2 separate regions of the Columba livia genome follow, and region 2 is linked to region 1. Evidence: chromatin contacts called from public Hi-C data. All regions are on one chromosome and are shown on one strand. The core of a region is the stretch at or near the end of the contact, and the rest is flanking DNA. Distances in the headings are between cores, read along the strand shown. Region 1 holds the start of IL6ST (interleukin 6 cytokine family signal transducer). Region 2 overlaps ANKRD55 (ankyrin repeat domain 55).

Evidence for each region. Hi-C and Micro-C count contacts between places; a contact is called where the count stands out from the background.
Region 2: a Hi-C map of liver shows a contact between it and region 1, with 2.8 times the contacts expected there. The contact joins the enhancer-like site here to the promoter of IL6ST in region 1. A contact is called at or near these places in 2 of 2 Hi-C or Micro-C datasets (crop and liver).

What each region holds. Positions count from the first base shown.
Region 1 is chrZ:27,277,205-27,284,614 of bColLiv1.pat.W.v2, reverse strand. It overlaps IL6ST (interleukin 6 cytokine family signal transducer), which reads left to right and starts at 3,601. Exons shown (of 16, transcript XM_065045233.1): 1 at 3,601-3,757.
Region 2 is chrZ:27,343,609-27,351,018 of bColLiv1.pat.W.v2, reverse strand. It overlaps ANKRD55 (ankyrin repeat domain 55), which reads left to right. Exons shown (of 11, transcript XM_065045234.1): 2 at 420-542; 3 at 2,406-2,536; 4 at 4,640-4,749. Among named protein-coding and RNA genes, the nearest start is that of ANKRD55, 18 kb to the left of the region's middle. Within about 2 kb of position 4,713, at least 2 of the 3 cell types and tissues checked have an H3K27ac peak away from gene starts, as active enhancers do.

The sequences.
Region 1 (7,410 bases), core at 2,352-4,851:
TGAAAATCTTTCCCAAAATCCCTCTTCTGAAAGCAACCCATCTCCAACAAAACTACATGTAACCAGGACCAAGGAATCTTTTTACATCCTTGATGTATCTATAGTATGCTTCATGTCCTTATATCAAGATAACATTTCGGAAAGATCTTTTCCTCTTTGTGGCACATCTATTGTAGGATGCAGTAGATTCTGCATTGATTGCTGTCTTTGTCACAACCTGTTACAAAACCACTGAAATGATCCATTAAGAGTGGTACAGATTTGTTCCTAGGCAATCTCTAATAGCATCTCTAAAAATATCCCACAGTCAAGCAGGTACCATCACTGAATGTTTTTCAAGTGTTACTGCCCGTCTCGGTATTCCCAGGTCTCTTCCTCCTGGGGTTGAAAAAACAAAGGATGTGAAGGCATGCTCCACCTACTTACAGCCTAGCTGTGGATGGTGGGAGCTTGGAAATGTCCTATACAGCCCTGATCTGAGCACTGTGTTGTAACGCAAATTGTTGTGTAAATGAGCAGATACATAATTCATCTCAAAGAACTTCCAGATCCTGACAATTAACTTCCTTTTTTTTAGTGAATTTAATAGACTAACTTATTTCACACAATGCTTAATTCAATGTGCAGATTAAAATGCTGTTTTGAAGGAACATTTTTTAAATGTGGCAAGAACTTTGAATTTGTCTGGATATTTGAAAATTTAAATTACTGCTGTTTACATTACCTACATATCAGTACTGTACTACATATCCAGTACAATATACAGCAGTATAATGTGTATCAATAGAGGAGAAAATAATGTAGTAAATCAAACTAAAGAGTATTTCAGGAATCATCAATGTGCAGAAAATGCATTTCACAACATGCTTGAAGAGCTTAATTGTTTTCTTCACCTGAGGTCCCAGATGTCCTGATTCTGTCAAATGGCAGTCATAATGCTATTAACTTGTTTTTACCTGCTCGCACCAGAAAATATCTAATCATGTAGTAAGAACACTCAGAGTTTTGGTATGTTATTGAATGTACACTCTGTATATTTTAAAAGGCCACAGTCCAGACAATCTATTTTATACTCCAGGCTACAAGACTCTGTGCCAGAATGTACACCTTTACAGCTCCCACGGACCATGTTGGTTATGCAAGCAGAGGTTTTGGCCCAGTGTTTGTGACCACAGTTGAGTTTCATCTCCACCAAGATTCAAAACACAGTATTTATTACTAGACAAAATGCTGACACAGAACTAGAAATCACTGCAACATGAACAATCCTCCTGTCAGATTAAAACTCTAGGTTTCATAAGAATAAAAACAAAACTCAACCCACTAAGTGATGTAGCGTAGTTGTTCAAAACATTCAGTCCTGCCTGTGAAAGAAGGAAAAGATGAACAAAAAGCCACATTTAGGGTAGACAGTGATCATTTCTGAAAAATCTATCTTACCACATTTAATTCCACTTACTTGCATTTGCAATATGGATGTCAAATTATTTTATTGGAAAGGAAAGACAAACAGCAGCCATGACCATGAATTACTGGACTATCAAGATCAACAAGATATCAGCAAGGGCTGTTGCAACTGTCTTCAGGTCACCCACAAGGGCAGTGGCTACCCAAACATTGCAATTAGGGCTGGTCAAAAATACAGGACTGACTTGCGCCCCCTGACTGATAATATTGAGAACAGGGACTCAGTCTGTCCATAAGGCTATACTTCTGAGGTATCTTTCCATGCACCTAGAGTTTGCAAAAGGTAGACAGACAAGCATGCTATCATCACTTTTCAAATCCACAAAAGATCTTCTGGAAAGCAACTTATCTTAGAAGAAGAGGTCACACAATACTGAATACAGCAACTAAATGGTTACTATATTAATATTTTGTGCCAATATAAAAAAAAAAAAAAAAGTACAATTGCAAACAAAGTGTTTTGTTCTTCTGTCCAGTTCAGCTATGTTGAAATGGTTTTACATTGAGCCTATAAACGGCCTGTGAAATAGAAGAGCTCTTGCTTATTTGAAGAGTTACAATACGAGTCATGCATGAGGCCTAAGAAGGGATTGGTTTTGAAGGGGACGCATGTTGTTCTACAAGTTCTGGCAATAAACCAGGAATCGCTTCAGGCTATCGGATTTCGGAATAAGAATGTCACAAGAGGCTTTCTGTTGGCTGGGGGAGGGAGGGAGAGTTCAGCATCGACTCCTGGAATGTCTGTTTAGCAGCAGAACTATAATGATCTTAGAGAACACAGATGATAAGCTAAAACAAGAGAAAAACAAACAAACAAAAAGCTCACCACATTATTTTAGTGGTCCCTCTCGTTGAAGCCTGCTTCCACTTAACTTTTTGTTGCCAAACACTGATTTTTTTACAGTACTGAAGTAGGGGTATCCATACAGACTGAAAATCTAACAATTATACATGATTCTCAAACTGTAATTCTACATCAACATAAGCACCAACACACCAATCATAACCTGAAGAGAAAGCAAAAGTGAAAAATTGTAATGCTGAAGTACTTTTCTTCATAATGAAAAAAAAACATGAAACTTTTTCCCCGGATGTCATTTGTCCTCGTATATTAAGAAGAGATGGAACATAAAAAAAACATTCTAAGAGAAGGCGGAAAGTACTGGGTCTATTAAGTGTAGAGACTATCAAGAGGAGAAACAGTAACACAGTGGCAGGAAGCAATTTGGGCACGCATCAGTTATGTCTGGTTACTTTGCTGACTAGAAATGGCCTACTCCAACACTCTGAGCACAGTGTACGTCTGTGGTTGCGGCACTGAAATGTGTTCCTTCTCACTCGTGAACTGGAAAAAATTAACCTGGAATGAAGACGACATCTCAGAGCACATGACTGTCTCCTGTTTATAACAGTAATTTTTTGGGATTACTGAAGGAAGAAATGTACAATGGTAACAATCGAGCCAACAGGGAGGCTTCCCTGGATCCCCATCACGTGAACGATCCACTAAGGACCACTTCCTAGCCGCCCAGCTTTGCACAAACAGCTTTTCTACGGGCTGCTGTCAGTATGAGCGCTCTGCACACACCGCCGCTGCCCATCGGAGCATTATGCACCCGCCCGTGCTCCCAGGGGAGCCTTGCAGACGCTGGAAAGGGCGCTCCCTCCTCAGGCCTGTCCGGGCGCAGCCCCGCCGCGCCGGCAGCGCAGGCCCAGCCGCCCAAGGGCCGGGAGAACCTTCCAGAGGCCCCGCTGGCGGCGGCCCGGGCAGGGGCCGATGCGCCTCGGCTCGACGCCCCGCGGCTGCCGCCCACCCCGCAGGGGGCGACGGAGGTGACTGCGCTCCCGGCGCCCTTCCCGGGACGCGGGGCTCCCCACCCTGAAGCCCCTGAGCGCAAACCCTGCGGGCGGTGTCTCCCCGAGCGGGGGGCGCCGGGCAGCGGGCGGCGATTGGTGGGAGGCGCCCCCTCCGCGCTCACAGACCGCCCGCCCCGCCCCCCCCGCGCGCGCCCCTCGCGCCCGGGATCCTGGCACGGGCCGGCGCGTTACGGGAAGCTCCGCCCTCCGCCCCCTTTCGGCGACGTCACGCGACCGCCGTCCCAATGGCGGCGCGAGCCGCGGAGGGAAGGGCGCCGGGCGGGGGGGAGGGAGCGGGAGCGTGACCGTGACCGGGCGCGGGGCCGCGCGTGCGGGACGGCGGCGCGATGGCGCGGCGGGGACGGGCCGTTATTTAGGGGCTGTCGGCGGGCGCGGGGCGCTGGTGGCGGCAGCCCCGGTGCTGCGGCGGCAGGTAAGGGCTGGGGAGGCTCGCGGCCGTGGGCGGTTTCCCCTTCTCTTCGGTCCCCCTCAGCTTCCTCGCCGCTTCTACGCCCGTCGCCCTGAGGGGCGTTCGCCGGCGGCAGCCGCGTTGGGCCGCGCTTTCCCTCCGGGCTGTAACTGCGCTGGCCTGGCCAGGCCGGGCCGTGCGCCGCGGGCGGGGGCGGGGGCGTGGGCGCTCGGCCAAGGCTGACTGGAAGACCGGGGGGAGGACGGCAGCCCTGCGCCACTCGCTTCCCAGCCGATCCCTCGCATTTCTCCCCGGCGGCGGGGGCGTCCGGCTGCGGCCTGCCCCGCCCGGGGCCCCGCCCGGCCCGGCGGGCTGTGAGGGGGCGCGGAGGCCGCCGCCCGCTCCCGGCAGCGGCGTCTTCCCTGCTCTTGGCCGGCGATGGCTGTTAAAACGCAACATGGCCTCGCCTGGGGTACCGGTACCGGGGCCTGAGCGGCTGTCAAGGCCCTTTTGCCGGTGTGCGTAGTACCGTTTGCTGGGGGTGTCTCGTCTGCAGCCCTGACACTCTTGGTGCGGTTTTACTGACCTGCTGGCATGGTATGGAGGGTAAGACTGAAGATTATCTGGGGTTTTTCTCTAGTGCAGTGGTTGTTAATACTGACAATCTTAATAAAGGTGCTGTGACCCTCACTGGTCTCCTGTTCTTTGGCCTTTTTCAGCTCTCTGGTAAGCTTGGCCATATTACTGGCAGGCATTTTCTTGTTGAAAAGTGTTGCATTTTTGTTGCCTTCGCCACAAGTGGTCTGTTCTTGTGGCCTGTAGATCAGAAGGTAGCAGACTGCTGGCCTTGAAAGAAAGGCATACTCTGTTTTACATCTGATCCAAACACTGTAGGATTCCCTGATGAATTAGGGAGGAGTGGGTGCAGTGAACAGCCATGGTCATCTGCTGACTTTGATGTGCTCCTGTGTTCCAGTCATCATCGCAGCGGGTCTCTGACACCCTTCCTAAATAAAAAGAGTGTCATTATTTTTGTCTTGTAGATGATGAAACTGAGGCACAAAGGAAAGCGATCTGCCAAGTGTGCTGGCAGTGCAGACAAGAATAAATCTCAGTCTTGGTTTTCATAGTTGCTTTAGGCTGGCTAGGTGACTGCCGGTTGGTGGCTGTTTGTTAGTTCTGAGGCATTTCTGAAGGAGAAATATAGTAATAGAACTACATGGAGGTTATAGTTTTGTCATTTGTGATCTGTCTGGTCACTCGGAAAGGGGGACAGAAAGATGGTCCACCACCTGAAGATGTCAGATGTTTTGGGAGTTACTGTCTCTTTTTCCCACCCTCTTTTCCATTATAGAGCATTAAATTTTTACTCCTCTTCTTAAATACTGTTACTTTTAGAGGAATAATTATATGCGAAGGGTATCTTTTAGAAGCATGTAACTTCCGAACTTGATGCTGTGTGCTGGAAATAGGAAAGTAAGAGAGGCTGATGAAAGCTTGAGATTACTTGCTGGAAGTTAAGCATTGAAAATAAATATTTGGATCTTGTTTATGTGTCTAGAAAAGTGACCTCTTCACTTAAAGCCTATATATCATTTTTTTTGTTTAAGAGAAGAAAGACACATGCATATCTCTAAATCTGCACACAAAATGGAGATCCACTGTCTCCCATACTGCATCTCTGGAGGATTAGCACTAGCACAGTTTAGGAAAATAAACTTCTGGGCCATTTTTTTAGGATGATTCTTGTATGAACAAGAACTGTCTAAATTAGAGAAACAGTGTTGATGGTTGTCAGTCTAAAAGGTTTGACTTCGAGATGAGAACACAGAATACTAAGACATTATTTTGTAAAAAAAACACCAAACACTGAAGTATTTCAGAGAAAGTGATCTGCAGTTAAGGAAGATAATAGGAAGAACTGAGTTCTTGCAAGCAAGTATTTGGTACCTCTAATGAGGTGTTTCAGCCATTTTAATCTGTGCCCCTGTTTGGGTTTTTTATTCTGAGTGCTATACTAAAACCCCAGAGGCAGGGAGAAGCGTCCTTCTAGAGGCAAAGGAGTGACTAATGTGGACAACTGATTTGTCCATTTGGTGAAAGGGATAGAAATAATATTTGTGTATAGGTATTTTCAATATGAAAATTAATTTCAGAATATTCTGCACGTATAATGTTATGACAGATTTTCATGTAATTCTCTTAGAGGTATTTGGGCTTTTTTTGAGTCTCATAAATATTTCCAAGAAATAAGTAAGCTTGGAGGAAGGAAGGAAGCTTGCAGATGAAATACTCCTAGTTAGAAAGCAGTTACAGCTTGAATAATCAAAATTCCTTGAGAATAGTTACAGTTTTTAGATGGGCTTTAACTAGTGCCTGGCTTATTGTGAAACCTGAAGCAGTAGCTGCTGTGTGCAGTTTCACTTCTGTGTACTGGTTTCTTGTTGTATCTTCCTGAGCTATGTGGATTCTTAGTTAGAGATTACCACTAGAGGCTGTAAATTTAGCTCTTAATTTTTTTGAGGAATTTCTGGAAGTCTGTTTGTCAACAAACTTTAGGCTTTCAGGATTGATGAACAATGAGCCTTAATACACCTAATACCTTCTTGTGGTGGTCATGGTGTTATTTATACCTCCTGACTTGGAAGTTGGCTTTGCTGGCAAGAGTGTATTTTGGCTGTAGTCTCTTAAACTGAAATTGTAATTCGTAGGTCAGTTGCACAGTAACTGTCATCTCTCTGAAATGGAGATGTGATGACTATGGCATCATGTGGCATACACCTGAATTCATCTTGAGGTTATTTTCATTATTTATGAAGTGAGATTAATGTGTAAGGCTTTTCTGTTTTGCTCAGAATAAGTAATTGTATCTGTTTTGCATAATGCCTGATGTTTCTTAAAAAGCTGTGGTCCACAAGTTAGTCATAAAACTCAGTGCTGTTGCTACTTTGTACATATGACCCTTGACATTAGGGTCATTACTAGCTTTTCATAGGACACTGCCTGAAGCATAGGTTTAAGGTTCAGGTATAAGGGCTTAGTGCTTTTCTTTCAAAATGGTAGCAGGATGTGAAGAATAATAGAAGTCACATAAGACTGAGACATTAAATGGGGTGATCTTGTGGTACGTGAATTTCATATGTCCGTCTTTACTGAAGTAATCTAAGCATTTTAACAGTGGTTTGTTGTTTTTTTTTTCTCTCAAGTTCTGTGACTTGAGGACTGTGACCAGCAGTGGTTCTGAATTGACTGTGTATTTTGATGGACCTTGATCCCTTGCCAGTTTGGCAGACTTAACTATGAAAGTAACCTGGCAAACTTCTAAGGTCAATTTCTTTTTCAGTCTTCCTGTCCTGTTTACTTAGTGTTCCACAACAACTACATGGTATAGATAGAATGTTGGTTTGGCTTTTTTTTAAAAAAAAAAAAAAAAAAAAAAAAAAGAAGAACAACAACAAAAGAAGCAAACAAACACATACCAACACTGCCCCCCCCCCCAAAAAAAAAAAAAAAAAAAAACACAACAACCACCAGAAAAACCCCCACACCTGACTAGCTGCTTCAGTGTTAGTTCAGCATCAGGTTGAACTTTCAACTTAGACCTGTAATATGCTACACAAGTTTGTAAAACAGAAGACTGGGCATAAACACTGAAACTATTGAGTTTTTTGTTGTCC
Region 2 (7,410 bases), core at 3,464-5,963, 65 kb before region 1:
AAAGGAAATGAAAAGCCTCAGTCTTCTGACCAGTGCAAGGATAACATGGAAACTAAAAACACCTATGTCCTGATTTCATCCTATCTCAGAAAAGCATTATTATGGCTAGTTCAGTTGTTACTTCTTTGTTTCTCAAGTCATGTTACATTAATGGTAGTATGATTTCTTATATGAGGTGGAAACTTTCCAAAAGGTGTTTTTTTTTATCCTCTCACTGTCTACATCTGACTGATTTTGGAAGAAGTTATGATGAAAAACAAGTTTCAGATGACTAACAAAAACCACAATTCTGTTTGGATACACTTTGTTCCACCTCATTATATAGCCATAAAAAATCAGTTAAATAAGTGTCGTTATTTTCACTGTTGATAATTTGTACATGCTCTCTGCTTACTCATGGACATACTCCTCCCCTGCAGGTGATGCAGCAGAAGACATTGACTTGACTGTGGTTTACCAAGCAGCAGCTAATGGTGATGTGAACACACTAACTGCAGTGATTCGAGAAGATCCTTCCATCCTGGAGTGCTGTGACAGTGAGGGTAAATGAAGGCAGAGCTCATCCTCAGGCAACTAGCTGCTTCATCTTGCAACGAAATTTTCTATTTTTTTATCCTGATTTTTGTGATCAGCAAATTATATTTAGTAGCAGATTATGGGAAATTTGGGTTATTCTTTGGAACATGCACTAGAAATGCTGTGTTTGAATATTTCTTTCCCCCTGTAATGGTAAGATTTTTATATAGATACAAATCAGTTGTTTTGCTATAATCAGACAGTACTTTATAAGGAAACTATTTTATCTTCTTTAGGGAGATGCTGGGAAATTGTTGTCATTTCAGGGAAGGGAAAACAGTATTTTTTATCAAAGCCAAACGCCACACATTCAGCCTATCTCTAGAGCAGAGGGTTCTGGCCTTTTGCACCTAAAAAGCATGTGTACAGACACAGTTTGAAAAATTTTGTCATGCAATTGTTTGCCAAAGGGATGGCCGTAAAATGTGCAATGATCTAAATAATGTTTTATCCATGAGATTGTGCTCCTTTTCATCTTGTGTTCAGTTATTACTTAATGTTATTACAACATGCTGTCTATTGTCTGGGATTTATATGCATCTATTTTCAAGTGAATTAAAGCCACAGATACGTGGAAGCTTCTCTCAAGCAAGACTTTGTTTAGTCACAAATAATTTTTATTGCAGTTTCTTTTGAAGTGTCCATACGAACACTGTCTATTCTAATCTTTACCAGTTTTTACGAAGTGACCAATTTTTCCTATGTTTTAAACCAGACATCCTAACTATTATCTTTAAAACATCTGTTGGTTGGTAGAAAAAATGCTTAAGCAAGCTGAAATGCTCTCAGTCCAGATCTTTAGCAGGAGAGGGACTAGGTATGAAGGGCAGTGGGTGGAGATAGACTGATCAGCAAATGGAAGTATCATATTTCAGCTCCAGAATAAACTTGTTTACTAGGTTGTACATACAAATGTAACCAAACACCAGTCTTGCAAGACAAAACATATGGCTCACGTCCTGCACATACAGCAGAGTCTGCACAATCTCAAGTCGAGTAGTGCACATTTGCTCAGCAGCCTCATTGAATCCAGTAAGAACAATTATTCTTCAGTTGTATCTGAAGTTTCTGGTACTATTATAGTTTCTAATAGTCGTGCTTATTACCATTTTATTCATTTTAAATCACTTTGTCAAATTCTGCAGGAAAATCTCTTGCTGTTATTCAGCAGTTAACAGAATGGAAGGAAGAGGAAGCAACTAAAAGATATTACGATACTACACAATGAAATTTGAGTATTAGGTTTGAATGTAGATTTCAGGTTTTTTCCAGCAGAAATATTGTTTGCAGGACATAAAATAAGTTCTCATGATAACAGAAAATAAAATATTCTAAAGCAAACTCAGTCTTAAAAATATGTTGTTGTATACATTAAGCATTAACTCACATATATACGCCTTTGCATTGGGCAGGGCATAATTTCATAAGCCTTTTGAATACACAGAGACAGAATGAGGCCATGGTTTGAGAAAATTAGCCAAGCACCATCTAGCTACTAGTCAATCTGAAGAACATCAGCCTCCAAAATGGTGTACAAAGCCAACAGTTCATACTGGAACTTGTTGACAGAAAAGCACTTTTTCCTCCAGAAGCAGAGTTAATGAGGCATGGCTTTTGCTAATGAAGTCATGCGCCTTTTAAAATCAGTGGTCAGTAGCTGGCATAGCAGTTACTTCCTGCCTGCAAAAGCCAAGTTCAACTGTTGGACAGTTGTCAGAGAAAGGATTTGTTAATTTGCCAGTGCTAACATTAGCAAATAAGAAAATATCTCTATCTTCTGGCTTTGACAAAATAAAAATTGTGAAAGAACATATGACTTTCTTCCCCAGGTTGCACACCTTTGATGCATGCTGTGTCAGGACGCCAGGTTGATACAGTGAAGCTTCTGTTGAAGATGGGAGCCAATATTAATACTCAAGATGCTTGTGGGCGTACCAGTTTATCTCTGGCAACTTATCTGGTACGAAGACTTGGGCAAGGAGGATGGAAAGATAGACGTATTGAAGGGAGTAAATACACAGACCAAATAAGATTTCTCTTTATACTGCAGAGAGAAAAAAAAAAAAAAGGTACAAAACATTTGGTTCCAGACAACAGTGAAACTATAAACTTTACTATAATGCGAAGCTGGAAACAATTACTGTTAGTAAAGGACCAGGACTCCTTTACTTTCAGGGAGTCCTTCCTCTTTTGGGTTGGAAAATCAGTGGTCAGCGTGGAATTCTCTACTGGATCCAGGGTCCTCTGTGTGGTTTCAAGAAAGCTGCTTGTTTCTGTGCACTGGAAAGCCCCTTCTTGTTCCTAATATGCAGATTAACTTCCCTGATCTCACTGTCAGCATCAGATCTTTATGCTCCATTGAGGGCATTCCTACCTCAACTTCTGGTGGTTAGCAGGTATATTTTCCTGCACACCACATGAGCCAGGGCACTGCTTTTTTTCACTGCAGTGCTGGGCCTTGGGTGGCCAGGTTAAGAACTTAAGCTCAAGGTGCTGCAGGTACCAATGCAGATACTCAGATAATAAACAATCCAATCCCCCAATCAACCCACAGACAAGTGACAGCAGGGGCATACAACTCACTGAGAAGTTTGGGAAAGGGGATGAGGTGGTCTCTGAAGCACACAAGGATGCTCCTTAGCCTTCTACTCCTCACTGGAAGGAATTCAGGATTCAGAGAGAGGATGAGGACCAACTTAGCTGGACAGAGGGGTTGGTCATGGGCTTCTTTTGTTAGCTGGGTAGAAAGGAGGAAGGAATGTTCATCCATGCTCTGTAGTATATCACTGGATGACTGCCAAATCATTTAAGCAGATATTGTGGCAACCTAATTAATCACATCCCTTCCATCTAGTTTCTTCCTGCACATTCAGGAGAAAAACAATGCTTCTGCTCAGTTACGTGATATTTAGCCAGAAAATAAGAGTAGAAAATAGCAAAACAGGCAGTCTTATTCAGTACAAGGAGCATGCCCCACTTACTTGAGAATAAACATTTCATCTGCCAGATATTTCCAAAAAAATCCCATAATTAGTGTCATGCTCCTTTTTTCCTTCCTCTTTTCCCAGAGGGTAAAAAATACTATTTGGGAAAAATAAAGCAATGACTAGAAAAGATTTAAACCACCCAAGCTTTGAAGTTTCCATTTCTGTTTCTGTTTCTGTGATGGTTATAATCAGAGATCTAGAGAGCATTTGGCTGCAATGTCTGCCCAGAGAACTGAATTCAGTCGAGCTCCACAGTCACAATCACAAGCAGAACTCAGTGGTCGTGTACTTCCAGTGGGAGCAGTAACAGCCATGTTCTGACTCCATAATTCCACACCTTTCCCTCGTAATGCTAATCCAACACAGCTCATACAGAAGGGAACAGTCTTTACTGATTGTCTATGGAGGTTTGAACAAAGTAAACACATGCTTAATTTTCCTGGGACTTAAGTAGACACTGAAAGAGTTCTGTAGTCACAACCAGATTGTTTACTTGCTTTTTTGTTGAGGTGATCAATAGAAGGTTTTAGTCCAAAAACTGATTCATCCCATCTGTTTGGGTGCTGTTTTCAACCTGATGTTGTCACTAGTTCAAACTTCTGCAACGATATTTATAAGACCACACTCTAATGATTTCTAGTATTGATTTGCAATTCCTGCTAAAATCTCATAAAGGAAATGACATTAAGTGCTCGTGCCCTTGGTTTAACCTAGCATAATTAAATCCACCTGCAGGAATATGTGTAGCATTTGCTAGTGATACAGGAATTTGCAGGTTTTGAATCACTGTTTACTCAGTTAGTACTTGCGACATCTGCAGGAAGAAAAAAAAAAAAAAAAAGGGCAGTGTAAATAAAACACCTTATCACAGAAATGACTGGGCAAGCTAGTCTGAGACTCAGACTCCAAAGCAGAACTGCTCTCAGTGCTGAGAGCTCTGTATTGGGGAAACAGAAGACCAGTTCCGTCACTGGCAGAAACAGCTGCAGTCACACACGCAGATACCAGAACCACCAAGCAAAGACCTGGCCTGTTGTATTTCACTTTCCTCTGACATGGTCTGATTTCTCTTTTAGGGCTGGCTGGAAGGCTGTGTCAGCCTGCTCAGAAATGGTGCTAAGCAGAACATACCCGACAAAAACGGGAGGTTGCCGCTACATGCTGCTACTGCAGAGCCCGACGTGAGGTATGTCCCAGGTTATGGCAGTGTTTCCTGGCTAAATCTCAACAGGCAGCCACCAACAAGCTACCCAGCCCAGAGGTAGCCCAGGTCAGGAAGGTTAGCTGGAACAGTTGCACTTGTGACTTGCTCCTTTGTTTAGTGGTTATCAGAAAGCAGGTAGAGAGAAGGGAAAGCATTGTACAGCACTTGTGTAACAGAGATATATGGCCAATTAAGGCAAGAAACCTAGTTTAAGATCACAAAAGCAAGAGGGGAAAAAAAAAATATATATATATATATATATATTTAAAAAAATGGGATTGAAGCTCTGGGATTCCCTTGACCAATTACCTTTCTGCCATGTCCACACAAGAAACATTACAAGAAGCTCCTTCTCTGGAACATGCCTCCAGGTAGCATGGCAAATGTGAGGAAAGTTTTCCACATGACAATCCCTCTGAGAGCCCCTTCTGTAAAGGGGAAGCTGAGGTTTGGCGGACTGGCTCATTTTTAACTCCTCTTAATGAAGGTAGAGTAACAACTACAGAGTGTATTCATAAGAAGTGTTTAGAAAGATCCTCTTTGTCTCATTCCAGCCTGTGATAACAGAAAGGTTTAATAAATCAGTATTTGTACATCTGAATAAATTTACTCAGATCCTCTCCTAAGTAAATAGTGTCTGAAGGATAGGAAGACTAATATTAGAGACAAGTAAACATTCAGTACAAATTCAAAATGCTCCTGTGACTTAACCACTGAGTCTATGGTTTTGCTGCTGTCACCATGCAAGGCCAGTCCAGACCTCTGTGCATTTCTTCTGCTCTTGCTTTCCAGTCTTTTTTAACAGCTTTATTCATTTTCCACATTATCACTGTTTTTCATGCATCATTTGGAGAGAATAGTTTGAGGTCTCTGAAAAAGTACGGGTCACTATCATTAAACAAAGCCTCCACAGAAAGAAGACAATGTTTGTGCAACCCTGCACATGCTGCTACTTGAAAGGGAACAGTAATCTACTTTACCAGCAGCACACAGGGTTCTCTGAACATTTTTCACATTCTCCATGGGTACAAGCAGACCTTTGCTCTGCACAGGAGTCTACTAGTTGCTCAATTCCTTCTCCTCTTTCTTGTCTCTGGATTTGCCCCATGCTCAGAAGACATGCCTGGAGCACTGAGGGGCGGCTTTTCCATCACTGCCATTGTCACTCTCTCGAATCCCTTGTTGTTGCCAAAAGGGAATATGCAGTGGCCAACTATGAAATGCTTTTTCAACCAAGTTTGAAAGCTGGCAGCCCACTGCTCCAATTCCATGTGCTGCAGGCAGTACATGAACCACATGGAAAGACAGAGAGTGATCAGCCAATGAATGTATTAATTAGATAAATTGTTTCTGTGTTTCAGTGCACTCCGTAGAGCCTAAGAGGAAAGGTGGACCTCCTGAACTCTGCCTTTAAGAGTAGATACCTGAGAAATCGTAGCTATATGGCTGAATACCTATGTATTTGAGTGGTAGCAGTGATGCTGCCGTAATAGCATGAGGATATAGTTTGCTGTTGGCAGAGGTTTTACACTTAAGAATGAGATTTCCTTCACATACACTGGTTTCATTGATTATATCTGGGGTTAAACTACAGAACCACATGTGAGATTATAAAATTGTGCTAAGTGGGTTTTGCAAGCATATTGTAGTTATCTCGCTTCCTTTCTTCTCACTAGTCCATTTTTACCCAGACCTGTTTTCAGATTTCTGGATCCTGAGTCATTGTGCCAAATGACCACAAAATGTCTCCTCCCTTTTACAAATTTTTACTGAACTAATCACAGCAATCCTGAAATGCCATTCTTTTCAGAGTTCCTGCAGTATGATGCCATAATGCCATTGGCTGTGTGATTCAGAAAAGGAGATGCAACACTCCTTTTCTACAAGTGCTTGTACCCATATACAAACAGTTTTGAAGTCCTAGCAGAGGACTGGGATACAAAGAGTCTTCACTCCTTAGGGATGCTCTAGTTAGAAAAAAAAAGATATTTGGACTTGTGGCACCTGAAGATGGTGTTACCAACAGATAAGCTTTTCACCTGCAGAATTGCCCAAAACATCCATAAGCAGCTGTAAATGCCGTCCTTTGAATAATTTACATGATGTACTTGTATATTACAGGGAGGGGTGGAGCGAAGAACAAATTTGTCGTGCAACATTGTCTGCTTGATCTGATCCACACACCTGAGCACAGGTCGATCCAGAAAACATAGTGGAAGTTGTTGAAGGTTGTCCTGATGAAAAGTAGCAAAAGATTTTCATTCCATTTCCTATGCAAGGAAACAGATATATGGTTTTATACATTTTTATGCATTATCTGCATATTTATCAGAGTTTCCTCCTTGACACTTCATCATCTTTTAATTTCCTTGCAAAACAGCATGTCTTTTAAATGACCATGTTTTGAAGGTTTCTAACAAATCACACCTTCAGATGATCCATAGATTTGCATTATGATCTTATTTAGGGATCTACTAAAGATGTATCTTTCCTTTTGCTAGAATCATAAGAACTTTACATCCATGTTACGATCTATGCTATTTGGCTTTTTAACAGCCCATGATAAGATGGTCCTTGTCATTTCCAGGGTCCAGCCATGTACAGTATCCAAACATTTAGCATTCTACTATAAAACACAACCAT